3 separate regions of the Sus scrofa genome follow, and regions 2 and 3 are each linked to region 1. The links are chromatin contacts, called in public promoter capture Hi-C maps. All regions are on one chromosome and are shown on one strand. The core of a region is the stretch at or near the end of the contact, and the rest is flanking DNA. Distances in the headings are between cores, read along the strand shown. Region 1 holds the start of CRBN (protein cereblon). Region 2 holds the start of ARL8B (ADP ribosylation factor like GTPase 8B). Region 3 holds the start of LOC100514009 (histone-lysine N-methyltransferase SETMAR).

Region 1 (4,452 bases), core at 1,331-3,830:
ATATCAGGTAATCTGGGGAAAATTTTCTAAGGAGGAGAATTTGATCAAAGACCTGGAAGATGTAAGGGAACAAGTTACACGTCTACATGAAGCAAAGGGAATGGCCAGTGCAAAGGCCCTGAGGTGGGGGGGGCCCCCACTTTGTTGTGTAACCCAGAGGCCAGAGGTGAGGGAAAGGAGTGAGAGCCTGGATGGTAGTAAGGGGAGGTCAGAGCAGGACCTGGGGGCCCACAGGCATCACAGGGCCTGGTGGACTCCCGTGAGGAGGTGGCTTACAGTGAGATGGGGAATGAAGAAGGGTCCTGGGCAGGGTGGTCGCATGGCCTGACTTTTGCTTTAAGGGAATCACTCTGGCTGCTTTGTTGAGAATGAACTTCAGCAGCCAAGGGTGGAAGCCAAAAAGACATTATTGAAGCTATTGCAATAATCCAGGCAAGAGATCACTGGCTGCTTAGATCAAGGTAGTAGTGTTCTTTAACACATTAAAAAACAAATATACAGTTAATACTGAAACCAGAAGGGAGCCAAAAATGTCTCTTCCCAGTATGTGTGTATCCCTTGCTACTAATACAGTGTAGAAGCCAGACATTAAAAGTGCAGTGAGGCTTTTTTGATTCGCAGTTTCTCTCATATAACATCAGCCTTAATTATATACTATTAAAGTTAATTCTTGAACTCTAAGACAAAAGTCTAGGAAACTGTAAGTTTCCTTTTTCCCTGGTTTGCGGAGCTCCTTATCAATGAACACAAGCAAGAAGAAGCGTGAGCCACTCAGTACGATACCTTCTTTCAGGATAAAGTTACCCAATTAAAAATAAATGGTAAATGGTTGTGTTTTCCTTTGGGATTTTAATAACCAGGGCTTAATCCAAGAAGCCTGCTTGCTGAGATGTTTTTGTTCCATGATCATTTGTTGTGACCCCTATTGTAAGACAGAGCTATGGATGACTGGGTAGGCTCTGGAAGGATGAAATGAAGGCGGGAGCAGATGGTGCAAGTGAATGGAGGCAAGAAGAAGGAGGTGAATGGGGACTGAAAGGTCCACAGATGGTAGCATCGGTGATCCTGGGGCCAAGCACAAAAGAAGAAAGAGGAGCAGTGCTTTTCTAGCCACATCTGCTGACCCTGCCAGGCTCACAGCTGTCGTTTCTTGCTTACAGGGTTCTTCGTTGACCAGGGTACAGGGCACTGTGCTGGTGCCATTTCTGGGGAGGACCTGGGAAGGTCAGAGCTTCCTTGTTTAGGGGCCAATTGTTTGCTATGTAAAGAAAGTTCTGCTGCAGGTAAGCACACTTCTTTGCAATTCTATAAACCATAGTGAGACTGATAATGTGTACATGTGTGTACCTGCTGTCACCCTTCTCCCCTCCCACCCCCTCCGCACACCCCAGCCATCCCCTCATTGTTCTATCTTTCTATCCTACATTTTCCTTTCTCTCATTCTGGCACAGAATCATCCTTTGCCTGACTAGAGCTATCACCTTAACTCGACTAAAACATCACAGTCACGTGTCCTATGTAATTGCCATTAACTGATAGCTTGTAATTGTTACTTATTATCAAAGGCAATGTTGTTATCTATACCACAGACATTATTCATTAGGAAAAACCTGGGACACTAGCCCATTCTCATTTTGGAAATGGGTAAACTGAGACAAGGCCACAGAGTGCTTGGGAGAACAGAGGTGAGAAAGACACAGAATGAATTCATTAGCCTCTCTCCCAAGGAGATTTTCATGTTTTAACTTTTCAGTAAGCAAATTTTTGGAATATTAAAAAAATATCAGATTCATCATTGTTTTCTTCAGAGCAATTCTGCTGCTTCTCACCCTTCCTCTCCCCACCATGTTTAGGTATTTTATTTCATTTAAGGGTGTTTCAGTTTCTTTCTTCGCTGAAGAGACGATGCTGAAAAGACACTAAGAAAACTTCTGTCCCTCCTCCATAGCAGAAACCTTACCAGTCACACACTCCACAGATCTAAGAGATTTATGTTTTTGCATTCTGTGGTCTTTTTCTTTCTTTCTTTTTTTTTTTTTTTTGCCATATAATGACTCATTTTTGCTCAGTTGCAGTAATAATGAGTATGCTCTTCTATATTCTGACAATCTCATTTGCCAATCATAAGCCTCTTCCCTTTGTGTCATCACCATTTCTTTTATTTGTTCCTGATTAATGCATGTTAATTTCGGGATATATGTGGAAACGACTTAAGATTGTTGAAAAGAAAACCAGCTATGACCCAACCGCCCTCGGAATAATTGGTGCATTTTTCCAGTCTTCATTTATATTGTTTTTATTTTGAGAACTGGAGCTAATGCTGTATAAACTGCTCTTTGCTCCCCGCCCCCCTCGTTAAGAGCGAGAGACTGAAGAATCTGAGCCTGTTTCCCCACGTGTGAGATGTGTGAGGGGTTGGAACAGGAGAGGAGTCTGTGCCCTGAGCGGCGGGCACCCAGTCCCCGATGGCGGTGGCCACCGCGCGCAGTCCCAGGAGGGACAGCCCCGCGGTGCCTTTCCAGGCCAGGCGGCGCGCTGCCTGCCCCACAGGCGCCGCCAGGGGGCGCTGTAGCCCGGGGCGCGGCGGCAGCAGCGCGGCGCGGACCCTCCCCCGGCTGCAGGGGAGCCGCCCTGTCCCAGGCTCCTCCGCGGGTAAACAGACATGGCCGGCGAGGGGGATCCGCAGGACGCTGCGCACGACATGGGCAATCACCTGCCGCTCCTACCTGGTAACCGCCTGGGGCCGGTTCCGGTCTGAGGGAGGGAGCGAGGCCCGAGCCACAGGGGGCGCGGCGGAGCCGGCAAGGTGGGCGGCGGGTGCGGAGCCGGTGGGACCGCGCCTGGAAGCGGCCGCTCCTCAGGCCGCCGGCCCGCAACAGAGTCACGGTGCTTCTCCCCGGCTCGGTCCCCGGTGTGGGGATTAGCGTTCGGGTGGCACGGAAGGGGGTTGCCTCTCCATCCTTCTTGGGTCCAGAACTTAGCTCGGATGAAATGGTCTGAAACTTGGTGTGGGAGAAGGGGGACTGGGGCACTTCGGCAGCCAAGACTTTTCCTGGACTTCTCCCCTTTGGTAAGAGTGACAGCTGACATGTATTAAGTGCTTAGCACGTCATCGACCCTGCAGTAAGCGCTCTGCAGGTGTTTCTCCGTTTAATCCTCCCCACATCACTTTTCTCAGCCCAATTTGGTTGCTGAGAAATGGATTGGCAGATCAGTTCATTGACTTGCCCAAGGTCACAGTTGCACAGCCAGGACTCTCATCCGAATCTGTAAGTCAGCGTAGCCCGGGTTTCTTAACCACTTCACTGCCCAGACGGTAATTGGTCTGTTTTTTGACGTGTAGTCCAAGCACACGGTAGAGTACGCTTAATTAGAGATACTTAGGCCAGTGATGTTGAACTCAGTTTTCTCTTTCCTGTATGTTTTGGGAATGTTTAGACAGTAGCCTTATGTCCGAATACTGGGCAGGAAAAAAAGCATGGAACAATTGTACCGTCATGACATGGAATGCTCTAGACAAGAGGTGCTTCCTAAGAGGTCTGTCAGCCAAACTGAGACTATTAGCTCAGTCCCTTCACTGTGTGCCAGGAAGTGTGTTAGGTGTCCTGGAGATTAAAAGAGGCATGATGCACAGCCCAGTATTTGAGGTTTATCATCTCTGTGAGGCTTCTGAAAACATAATAATCAGGAGGCCATTGATTTAGGCCAGGTAAGTAAAGGCTGTTACAGGTCCATGAGAGAGAGGGATTAGGGAAAACCCTGTGAGGTTAACTGGAGACATCCAAAAGTGTATAATTTAGGCTAGGCTTGCAGAAGAGAAGGCCTGGAGAGCAGGTTGGGTTGGAGTGTTGGGAAGCTTGCATCTCTTGTTGGGGGGATTGGGAGTTTTTCCCCACAGGTTGCAGAGAAACATTTGTGTTTTTCAGATCTAAGGGAAGCTATGCTTAGAGGATTATTTTGCCCAGTAGGGGTGGCATGGATTGGAGGAAGAGACTGAAGGTCTGCCCACCATAGAGGAGGGATGTTTTCCTTAGCAATAAATCAGGATTAGGGTCAGTGGTCCATCCTGAAGCAGCCTGGCAGAATTGAATTTGACTGAAGAGCTGAGCTATTTTTTCAGAGACATGAGCCCATCTCTGTCAGTGTCAAATCCAATGTGTCAGGGAAGATGCTGATGTTCTATTGGCATCTACATGGTGTTCCTGCATGAGATGAGTCATCAGACTTCACCCTGGTAGCTCTCAACAGTCAGTGTTTTGTTAGAAAAAACAGGGAGTGAGAGGGCTCAGGGGTGTCAATATATTGATAATGCTTTTGTAAATCATGTGTTTTTGTTTTTTTTTTAAGAAACATTGCATTGTCCATACATCCCTGTAGTATAGGTTGTTTTGAAGAGTAATCCCCATCAAGTGCTAAGGAAATAGCTTAACATTTAAGATTCAAAGAAGCTGT
Region 2 (4,452 bases), core at 1,435-3,934, 1.9 Mb before region 1:
AGGTATGAAATTTACTGAGTTCTTTTTCAGCATCCTAAAGCCCACAAGCAATTACAGTCCCAATTTTTTTTAACAGAACCTACCCTCATCATCATTCAAAAAGACTACACTAACGTTAAAATAATAGCTCCCTTTGAGTTCCAGATGTTAAAATAATCTAAAGCAATAAAGGGGGGAGGGGGAAGACATGAAGTGATTATTTGCCACAATCTACGAAGCCCCTATGGCAGTCCACATCTGGTTATACATACACAAATTCAAAGAAGGACATGACCACAGCTAATTCCCTTCTGAATATTTTCCAAAATATTGTTCCTGCATTAAACGCGTGTAACCACTACAAATAACAATAGCATTACCATTTACTTAGCCCCTTCTATGAGCAGGCATGGTGCTAGTCATTTAACATCTGTCATTCAAGTACTCACAGCAACTCTGTAAGAAACCTATTATCTCCTCTTAATAGATGAGAAAGCAGGACTGAAAGAGGATACAATGCTGCTAAGTGGCAAAGCCAGAATGTGGACCCAGGATTGTTTTACTTCAAAGGTCATGCTCATTACAATAAGCTACAATGTCTACTAAATACATCAGCAGGGAAGGTATGCTACTGTCTTTCGAACTTTCTCAAAGATTTACTAAACTTTAGGTTTCCCAAGCACAACTACTTCTCTGTAATAAATGCAATTGTAGTAACACACCTATCTACACTACAAATTACTTCAGTCTTGTCAAAAAGATAGGATTTCAAGGAGATGCCAATTCTTATCTCAAAGGACTATCAGAAAATTTACAGCTAAATGAGCTCAACTGCATTCAAGCTGATCTTTTCTATATCACATAAAAGTTTGAATATGGACACTTAGCCCGAAGTTTTTCGTTATTAGTTTTTAGTGGTATCAAATACACATTCCATTTTTCTTGGCCTGTTAAAAAGAAAGTCATCTCAAGATACCCCCACCAAAAAGAGCCAAACAAGTAGCAAATGTTCTTTTTTTATTTTTATATGCAACATTCCTCAAAGGAAGTTTGTATTTCTGCTAATCTCTATCTCTCCAAGTCTTATTCATTCCTGTTGCTCTAAAACTGCAAGGACTAAGATCACAAGTTACACAAGCTGGTGTGTTCTCCAACAACGGAGGTATACTTGAATCATTCCTGTAACCAAACCAGTTGGACAGCTAGTCTCCTATTAAATAAGGATTGCACCCATCAGCTAAAGGGTGGAGGAACTACTGCCATCTCTCTTTGAAATGGCTCTAAAGTTCATCCCAGACAAGCACAAGCCCCTATCAGCGAAGACTGAGTCACAGGAACTCCTGGGCTCTAAATAAAGATTGAGGAGACTCTGTCGCGCTTATTCCTTCCCCAGCCAACCAAACAGGCAAAATTTAATCATCCTCTTTCCCCTCAACCACTGCTGAACAAACACCACATAGTATAGAGGTTCGCAGGGCAATTTCCCCTCCCAGATACCCATTCCCTGGGCGTCGAATAAACTCTGTTCCCATCCAGTCCCTTTCTCTCTCTTCAGTTAAGAAACACCATCACAAAACACCAACTCCTCTTTTTCAAAGTAGTTAACTTTACGCTGCCTGCAGATCCGTCTTATCCCGTACGTGAGAACTCTAGAAAAGCAGAGATTCCCCCAACTCCTTGATTTAATAAAAGCTGTACACTTGTAAGTCAACTGTACTTCAATTTAGAAATAAATGATAAATAAAATAAAAGCTGTCCACCACTGGGAAATGTCTCTCCCCAGCTTCCACCCGCCAGCGCAGCGCAATCAACTGGATCTTGGCCCCTAGGGGAACCGGTGAAAGCCAGTAACCGAATTACAGGGGACGGGCTGCCCACAGAATTCAGGAAGAAGCCCACACTGGTCCCGCGCGTTCCTCACAATGGGGCTCCTCGTCCCGAGTGGCTAGTTGAGAAAGGATCTCAATTTGTATGCATGCCTTCTCACGGAACAGCGAAACTCGCCACATCCCACCCTTCGGGAAAGTGACAAGCTGGAGTTAACCCTTCCGCCGCCCCTACAGATCAAACCCTAAGGAAACCCCCATCCCCCAAAGCGCCTTAAACACAAGTCCAATTCTAACCTTTCCAAGCCCAGGCGCCGATGAGGACGCGACGCTTCGAAGATGACCAAATGGAATTAACCCTTCAGCTGCCGACCCCAACACTCCACTTCATCTACCAACACGCGGGAAAACTCTAAATCTTGGCCCTCGGGGAGGTGACAGGCACGGCGTGCGCTGCACCGCACCCCACCCCCCCGCCGCCCCACATTACCTAGAGCTCCGCCGCGCGGAGGGGACCCCAGGACAGGCCCTTGGGCGGCTGCCGGGCGGACTCGCGGGCTTCTGCGCCCCGGGCGGGTTAGCAAGAGCACTCACCGCGATGACATTGACGAAAGTGGTCTTGCCCGAGTACTGCAGCCCCACGAGCGTCAGCTCCATCTCCTCCTTCCAAAAGAGCGAGCGGAACCAGTCCAGCAGGCGGGAGATGAGCGCCAGCATGATGGCGGTCGGGAGGGAAGACTGATGGGCAAGCGGGTGGGCAGCTGCGGCGACGAACTCCACACGAGCGGGCCTTGGCCCGGACCCCCCGCAACGGCTCCTCGGGGCCCCGGCGCGACGCTGGCGGACACAGGCGGGCGGCGACAGCAGAAGCCAGGAAGCCGAGCAGGTCATATGACTCGCCCTACCCCCAACGCGCGTCCCGGCGCCGCTGTAGGCATACACGGCAAGAGCGGCGGGGCCCGCAAGGCCAGGCGCGTGCGCCGCCTGCAGCGCCACCTGCTGAGACCTCCGCGCAGCAACGCCCTCCGGCCTTGGGCTCCCTTTCTACCACCCTCCTTAGCTAATTAATGCAGGTCAATTCACCACTCATTCTCTCTGTGATTGTTTATTTACAGTTAGCTACATGCAGAAAGACTTCACGACTTTGGAGGATTCAACACGAAAATCCCTGTCCTACAGAGCAAAAGATGGAAGCCACAAGTGTTTATCAGTAGGGAAGTGATTAAATAAACTCTGGTAAGTTCTCAAAAGGGACTAATTTAACAGCTATTAAAAAAAAAATAAAAATGAGGACTTCGCGTCATGGCGCAGTGGAAACAAATCCGACTAGGAACCATGAGGTTGCGGGTTGGATCCATGGCCTTGCTCAGAGATTTAAGGATCTGGTGTTGCTGTGAGCTGTGGTGTAAGTTGTAGACTTGGTTGGGAGCCTGTGTTGCGTTGCTGTGGCAGAGGCCCGCAGCTACAGCTCCGATTCAACCCCTAGACTCGGAACCTCCATATGTCACAGGTGCAGCCCTAAAAAGCAAAAAAAAAAAAAAAAAAAAAAGAATGATAAGCAGTGCTTCCTTGCCTGCCCGTTTGTACCTCCCACAAGCGTCATATCATAGTAAATCTATTTCTTGCCTATCAATAAATAAATAATAAAAATTTAAAAAGAATGAGAAAGTTCTGTATAAACTGATAAGAAATAATGTCCAGGAAATATTTTAAAGGAACATGAATGCAAGATGTCAACTATATATTAAATGACACTTTGGGTATAAGATGAAAAACAACAATATACATGTATATGTACAAATACATATATCTTTGCATAAAGAAATATTCAAAAACTAATAAAAATGATTTTATGGGGGGAAGGGGAAACTGGATGGTCATAGGCAGGAATGGAATGAGAAGTCTCTGAATATCTTTTATATAGTTTTCACTTTCAACCATGTAAATGAGTTGCCTGTTCAAAAGTTTAATTTAATTAAAAATTACATTAAAATATCTGCAAGGCTTTCAAATTAAAAGAAAATTCCTTCCCTGAGGAGCTTACATTCCAGATAAGTAAAAGATATAATACCATGCATACAACAAAGTGATTCAGTTTTATATATATACATATGTATGTGTATATATATATTATTCAGATTCTTGTAAATCAACTGTACTTCAATAAAAAATAAAATAATTTTTTTCTTTTTTTTGTCTTTTTAGGGCCATACGTGCGGCATATAGAGGTTCCCAGGCTAGGGGTCTAATCGGAGCTGTAGCTGCCAGCCTACACCAGAGCCACAGCAATGCAGGATCCCAGCCACATCTGCGACCTATACCACAGCTCACGGCAATGCAGATCCTTAACCCACTGAGCAAAGCCAGTGATTGAACCCGCAACCTCATGGTTCCTAGTTGGATTCGTTAACCACTGAGCCACCATGGGAACTCCCCAAAATTAAAAAAATTTAAAAGATACAATGCCATGTAGTACTGAGCATTATAAAGAAAACTGAACAAGAGAAGGATACAGGAGTGGCCCCTGTTTTAGTCAGGGTCAAAGTAGTTCCCTCAGAGAAGGAGGGCTTGGATGGGAAAACCTGAGAATGTGAGAAGCAGAGCAAGGCACACAGAAAGAAAAGCAAAGGCTCCAGAGGAGAAAGGT
Region 3 (4,452 bases), core at 833-3,332, 1.2 Mb before region 1:
CACGCAGCTCTCGCGAGCTCCCATCCCCGCCCTCTACAAAAAAGTGCCAGCCGGCTCTTGGGGGTCAGGGGGCGCCGGGCTCAGCCTTCCTGCTGCTCAGGCCCAGCCCCAGACCCTACCCCGTACCTGGAAGGGCTCTGGCCCCGCCCCTGACGGCCAAACGCTCACAGGCAAATTCTCCAGGCCGCGGGCCACGTCCGGCCGCTCCATCAGGGCTTCAGGTACCTTCCCGGACTCTGCCATCCCGAAAGGCCACTTCACAGCTCGGGGGCACGTTCTGACCCGACTCAGAGCTCCCACTGTCCATCTAGACTGTCTTGCGCCTCGCAGAGGAAGCTGGGAGTTGGGTGCGGGGGCCCCATTGCCTCATGGGAGTCGTAGTTCTCTGTTACCACTGTCCTGTGGAGGCGTCTCCTCCCTCGACCCTCAGCTTCCCTCGACTTTTTGGTCTGGCTTGCTTTTTGTTTGGGGCCAGACGCAGTACCAATAATACAAAACCTTATAAGGTACAGAGGAAACTTTGGGAGCACGGAAGAAGTGCTTGGCTTTTTCATGTGAGCTCAGGGAGGGCGTAGAGGAGCGGTGGTTTGACCGGGTGTCCGAGGGCTTGGAGGTTTGCTGGCGTGGGGTAGGGGCGCGTCCTAAGCTCAGTGGGGTGGTACTCCTGGGTCTGAGGTTCTGGAAGTTGAGGGCCAGTTGCGGGGCGTGAGATGTGGTTTGCTATAGGGGCGGAATAGCCTGACCGGGCGTCAAGAGGCTGTGTGGGGTCCGCGCACTCCCTGACTGGGATTTCTGTTCCCTCTCTGCACCCCCTGCTCTGAGGAAACCAATCCTTGGCCCGCAGAGGGTTCTGGTAATTTCGAAATTGCTCAATTAGGTGGAATGTTATCAACCTTCCCAAAGCTCTGTGACCCGGTTGTTGTGACGCCTCCACGTGAAAGCCTCTCAGCGCAGCCAGTCTGGCCCCCTGTCCTAGGTGCGCTTGCCCTGCATACCAGCCGTCTCGCTCTCTTGTCCTGCTCTCTTGTCCTTTTCCTGCCGTACTCTGGCATGGGGGCGGGTGTCATTAGGGTTTCTGCCCCTGGTCCCATTCTCACCTCCACTGGGCATCCTCAGTAATACCATCTACTCTTACGCTTCAAATATCTTGTAAAGTACTAGGCTCCAGCCCAGACGGGAGATGGAGATCTGGTTTTGGATATCCAATCAATCATTGGACATTTCTGTTTTCTGTCTTACCTGAAGCTCGGGATCACAATGACCTGAGTTAATTTATTCGTCTGTGAATTTTCCTTTTCTTCATTTAAACTGGGAGAATAATCCGTCTATAATCTCCAGAGCTACCTGAAAGCAACACACGGAAGCATTTTCTTGAAACCCTTTCTCTCCTTAGAACGCCATGGCTAAGAATTTCCTGGCCAAATCTTGATTTTACTTTCATAATGTTTTTCATTTTCATTTCTTTTTAGGCTCTCATTTCTGGCTTGCACTCTTGGAGTGATTTCTACTCCCCAAACCCCCAATCTAATGTTCTCCATATCCCTAAATCACCTTACTGCTGGTTCTACAATGATCTTTGGAGCATACACATCCAATTATTATATCCTGCTGCTTAAAATCCTTTGTTTGCTCCTTGTTTATCTCAAAGTCTACCTATATTCTGGCTTATCAGGTCTGGAAGATCCAGCACCTACCTTTCTCTTCCTTCCTTCCTCCCTCCTCCCTTCTTCCCTTCCTTTCACTGCACTGGTGGCATGTGGAAATTCTGAGGCCAGAGATTAAACCCGCATCACGGCAATGACCCTGGCCAGTGTGGTGACAACACTGGATCCTGAACCTGCTGTGCTACAAGGGGACTCCAGACCCTACCTGTTTCTTTGGTCTATCTTTTGAGCCCCTTGCTCTATTTTTCCTTAACCGGTGGTATTGGGTTTCTGCTATCTTTGTTCACATTTTTCTCTGTCTCCAGTGCCTTTCCCCCATAATGTCGGTCCATTCAGCTCATGTCCCCTTCTCTATATCTTTACTGACCTTGTTTCCTATGTCATTGGTTACCCTTTTCTTTGTTCTCCCATTTTACTCTATGAGTGGTTTTCTCATAATCTCTGCAACTTTTTGGTATACTCATAGGCAGAGCTCTTCTATTGAGGTCATGAAAATTATTTATACATAGGAAGAGAGAAAGAAACAGGGAGATAGAAATGTTTCGTTTTAACTTAAATACACTTAACCCTTGAACAACATGGATTTGAACTGCCCAGGTCCACTTATATGTTTATTTTTTCCAGTAAATACCAGAGCGCTAAACAATTCAAAGTTGACTGAATCCATGGGTACAGAACCCTGGATATAGAGGGCTGACCATACAGTTAGTTGTATAGGGATTTTTCAACAGTATAGAGGGCTGGTACCCTTAACCCTTGCAATGTTCAAGGGTCAGTTGTAATTTTGGTATATATTTGCAAGTCTTTTGATGTAGGGCCAAGATTTTTGTTTGTTTTTGTTTTTGGTATATGGGTCTACTGATTAGAATTCCATGTCATGCTTACTTTGAGTTCCAGTTTGGGTGTCTCTAAAGTGGAACAGGAACTAAAAGATGCTGAAGCTATTTGAGCTCATGGTCTGTTTTTTTCTTCCCTCCAGTATTTTAAACTTTTCTTAAAGCTATATCAGTGGCAAAACATTTTTTTTAGTGACCTTCCTTTTTGTCAGGTTTTTCCAGAGTATGTTACTTAGTTTTCCTGGAAGGGAGCAACTTCTTGTACTCATAGTTCATCATCATTTCTTTACCTCTTATAATGAGTTATACCTGGCATTTAAGTGACTTAGTTCAGGCTGCTGTAACAGACGGCACATAGACTAGGTGGCTTAAACACCAGAGATTGATTTCTCAGAATTTTTGAGGCTGAAAATCTGGGATCAGGGTGCCAGCATGGTTGGCTTCTACGTGAAGGCCCTCTTCCTGGTTTGCAGACGGTTGGTTGTCTTCTCTTTGTATCCTAATGTGGGGGAAATAGAAAGGATTGGTTATCTTCTTCCCCTTATAAGGATAGTAATCCCATCATGGACGCTCTACACTCATGACCTGAAAGGTCCTACCTCCCAGGTCGAGCCACAGCCACCGTAGAAGCAACACCCAGTAGTTAGGCTGTGAGCCACAAGGGAAGTCTGGTCCCCCCTCCAGATATCATCAAAGTAGATCTTTAACATCTGAACTTTAGAGGGACAAAAACGTTTGTTCTGCAGCAAATAGGTTTGGGAATAGACACGTGGATCAGGCTTATCATGTGTATCCACAATCAGGTAAGAAAGTCACTTAATTTTGCACTGAAGTACACGCCTGATATAAACACCAATTTTTAAGAGCAGATTTAGAGGGAGGGAGATAAAGAATTTGATTTTATGTAAGAGGTACTAAGGAGTATTAGTAAGATACTAATAGAGTCTGGAATGATATGACATCACACATGTCTAAATTCATGGTTCTACTTGGCCAGTTTCTGACCATTGGCAATAATAGCTAACATTCACTGAGTTATTACTATGTGCCAGATACCATGTAAAAATTTTACATGCACTAATTCATTTAATTTTCTTAATAAATTACTTGAAACCTTATTGAAATTGTCCACCAAGGGTCATTTTAGATTCTCTTAAATATTCAGACTCAGAGGACTCTCATAATCTACACATGTTATTAGGTTCATTCTGAGGGTCACAACCTCCCAACAGAGAAGCTTCAGATATTCTTCTTTTGAAAGAATGCATGCAGTTAGTACACAGTAGGTTGTCATACATGAGGTTACAAAGCTGCCTTGGGGTGTTCTTCTTTGTCTTCTCAGAGGATGGCTCAAGTGAGGAGATCATCATTAATATGGCGTGGGATCATTCTGAATTAGAAGTCTTATACTTCATTGTATAAGACTTGTATAAGTCTTATACTTCATAGGCTTGAAAGTAGTCACCAAATAAATATTTTATCTGGAATGGCTGGGTACTTGCTCCTACTTAGGAGGTAATTACTTATGTAAGGCAATTGGCTATAGTATAATCAAGGGATGTAAGGAAAGTTAAGGTAAAGTGGAACTTTAACAGAAGGAAAGATTATTTATAGCTGGGAAGATCAAAGAAGGCTTCATGGAGAAGGGGCTACTTGCTATTGGCCTTGACTAATGAATAGGATTTAGGAAGACTAGGAAAGGGCATTGCAGGCAGAAGATGCAATGGGACTAAAGGGATAAAGAGAAGGGTGAGTATAAAAAGAGTAACTTCAGATTGGATGGTAGTCAGATTCATTTCATTTTTTATGAATTATGAATAAAGGAATTTTGCAAATATCCAAAGAACATGCCATTCTTTAATTTTAAGAAACTTTTTTTTCTTGTAGGGCTGCACTTGTAGCCTTGGAAGTTCCTGGGCTAGGGGACTGCAGAGCTGCAGCTGAGGCCTACC

Evidence for each region. Promoter capture Hi-C pulls out the DNA fragments that hold promoters and counts their contacts.
Region 2: a contact with region 1 is called in a promoter capture Hi-C map of liver, with 12 times the contacts expected there. The contact joins the promoter of ARL8B here to the promoter of CRBN in region 1. A contact is called at or near these places in 1 of 5 promoter capture datasets (liver) and 1 of 47 Hi-C or Micro-C datasets (liver).
Region 3: a contact with region 1 is called in a promoter capture Hi-C map of liver, with 5 times the contacts expected there. The contact joins the promoter of LOC100514009 here to the promoter of CRBN in region 1. A contact is called at or near these places in 2 of 5 promoter capture datasets (fetal skeletal muscle and liver), 1 of 47 Hi-C or Micro-C datasets (subcutaneous adipose tissue) and 2 of 2 datasets of contacts at active chromatin or transcription factors (alveolar macrophages and skeletal muscle).

What each region holds. Positions count from the first base shown.
Region 1 is chr13:59,755,904-59,760,355 of Sscrofa11.1, reverse strand. It overlaps CRBN (protein cereblon), which reads left to right and starts at 2,580. Exons shown (of 11, transcript XM_005669735.3): 1 at 2,580-2,729. The coding sequence starts at 2,663.
Region 2 is chr13:61,638,915-61,643,366 of Sscrofa11.1, reverse strand. It overlaps ARL8B (ADP ribosylation factor like GTPase 8B), which reads right to left and starts at 2,684. Exons shown (of 8, transcript NM_001252214.1): 1 at 2,400-2,684. The coding sequence starts at 2,522.
Region 3 is chr13:60,912,042-60,916,493 of Sscrofa11.1, reverse strand. It overlaps LOC100514009 (histone-lysine N-methyltransferase SETMAR), which reads right to left and starts at 2,082. Exons shown (of 3, transcript XM_013981913.2): 1 at 127-2,082. The coding sequence starts at 243. LOC110255178 (a long non-coding RNA gene) reads left to right here and starts at 88. Exons shown (of 4, transcript XR_002338059.1): 1 at 88-221.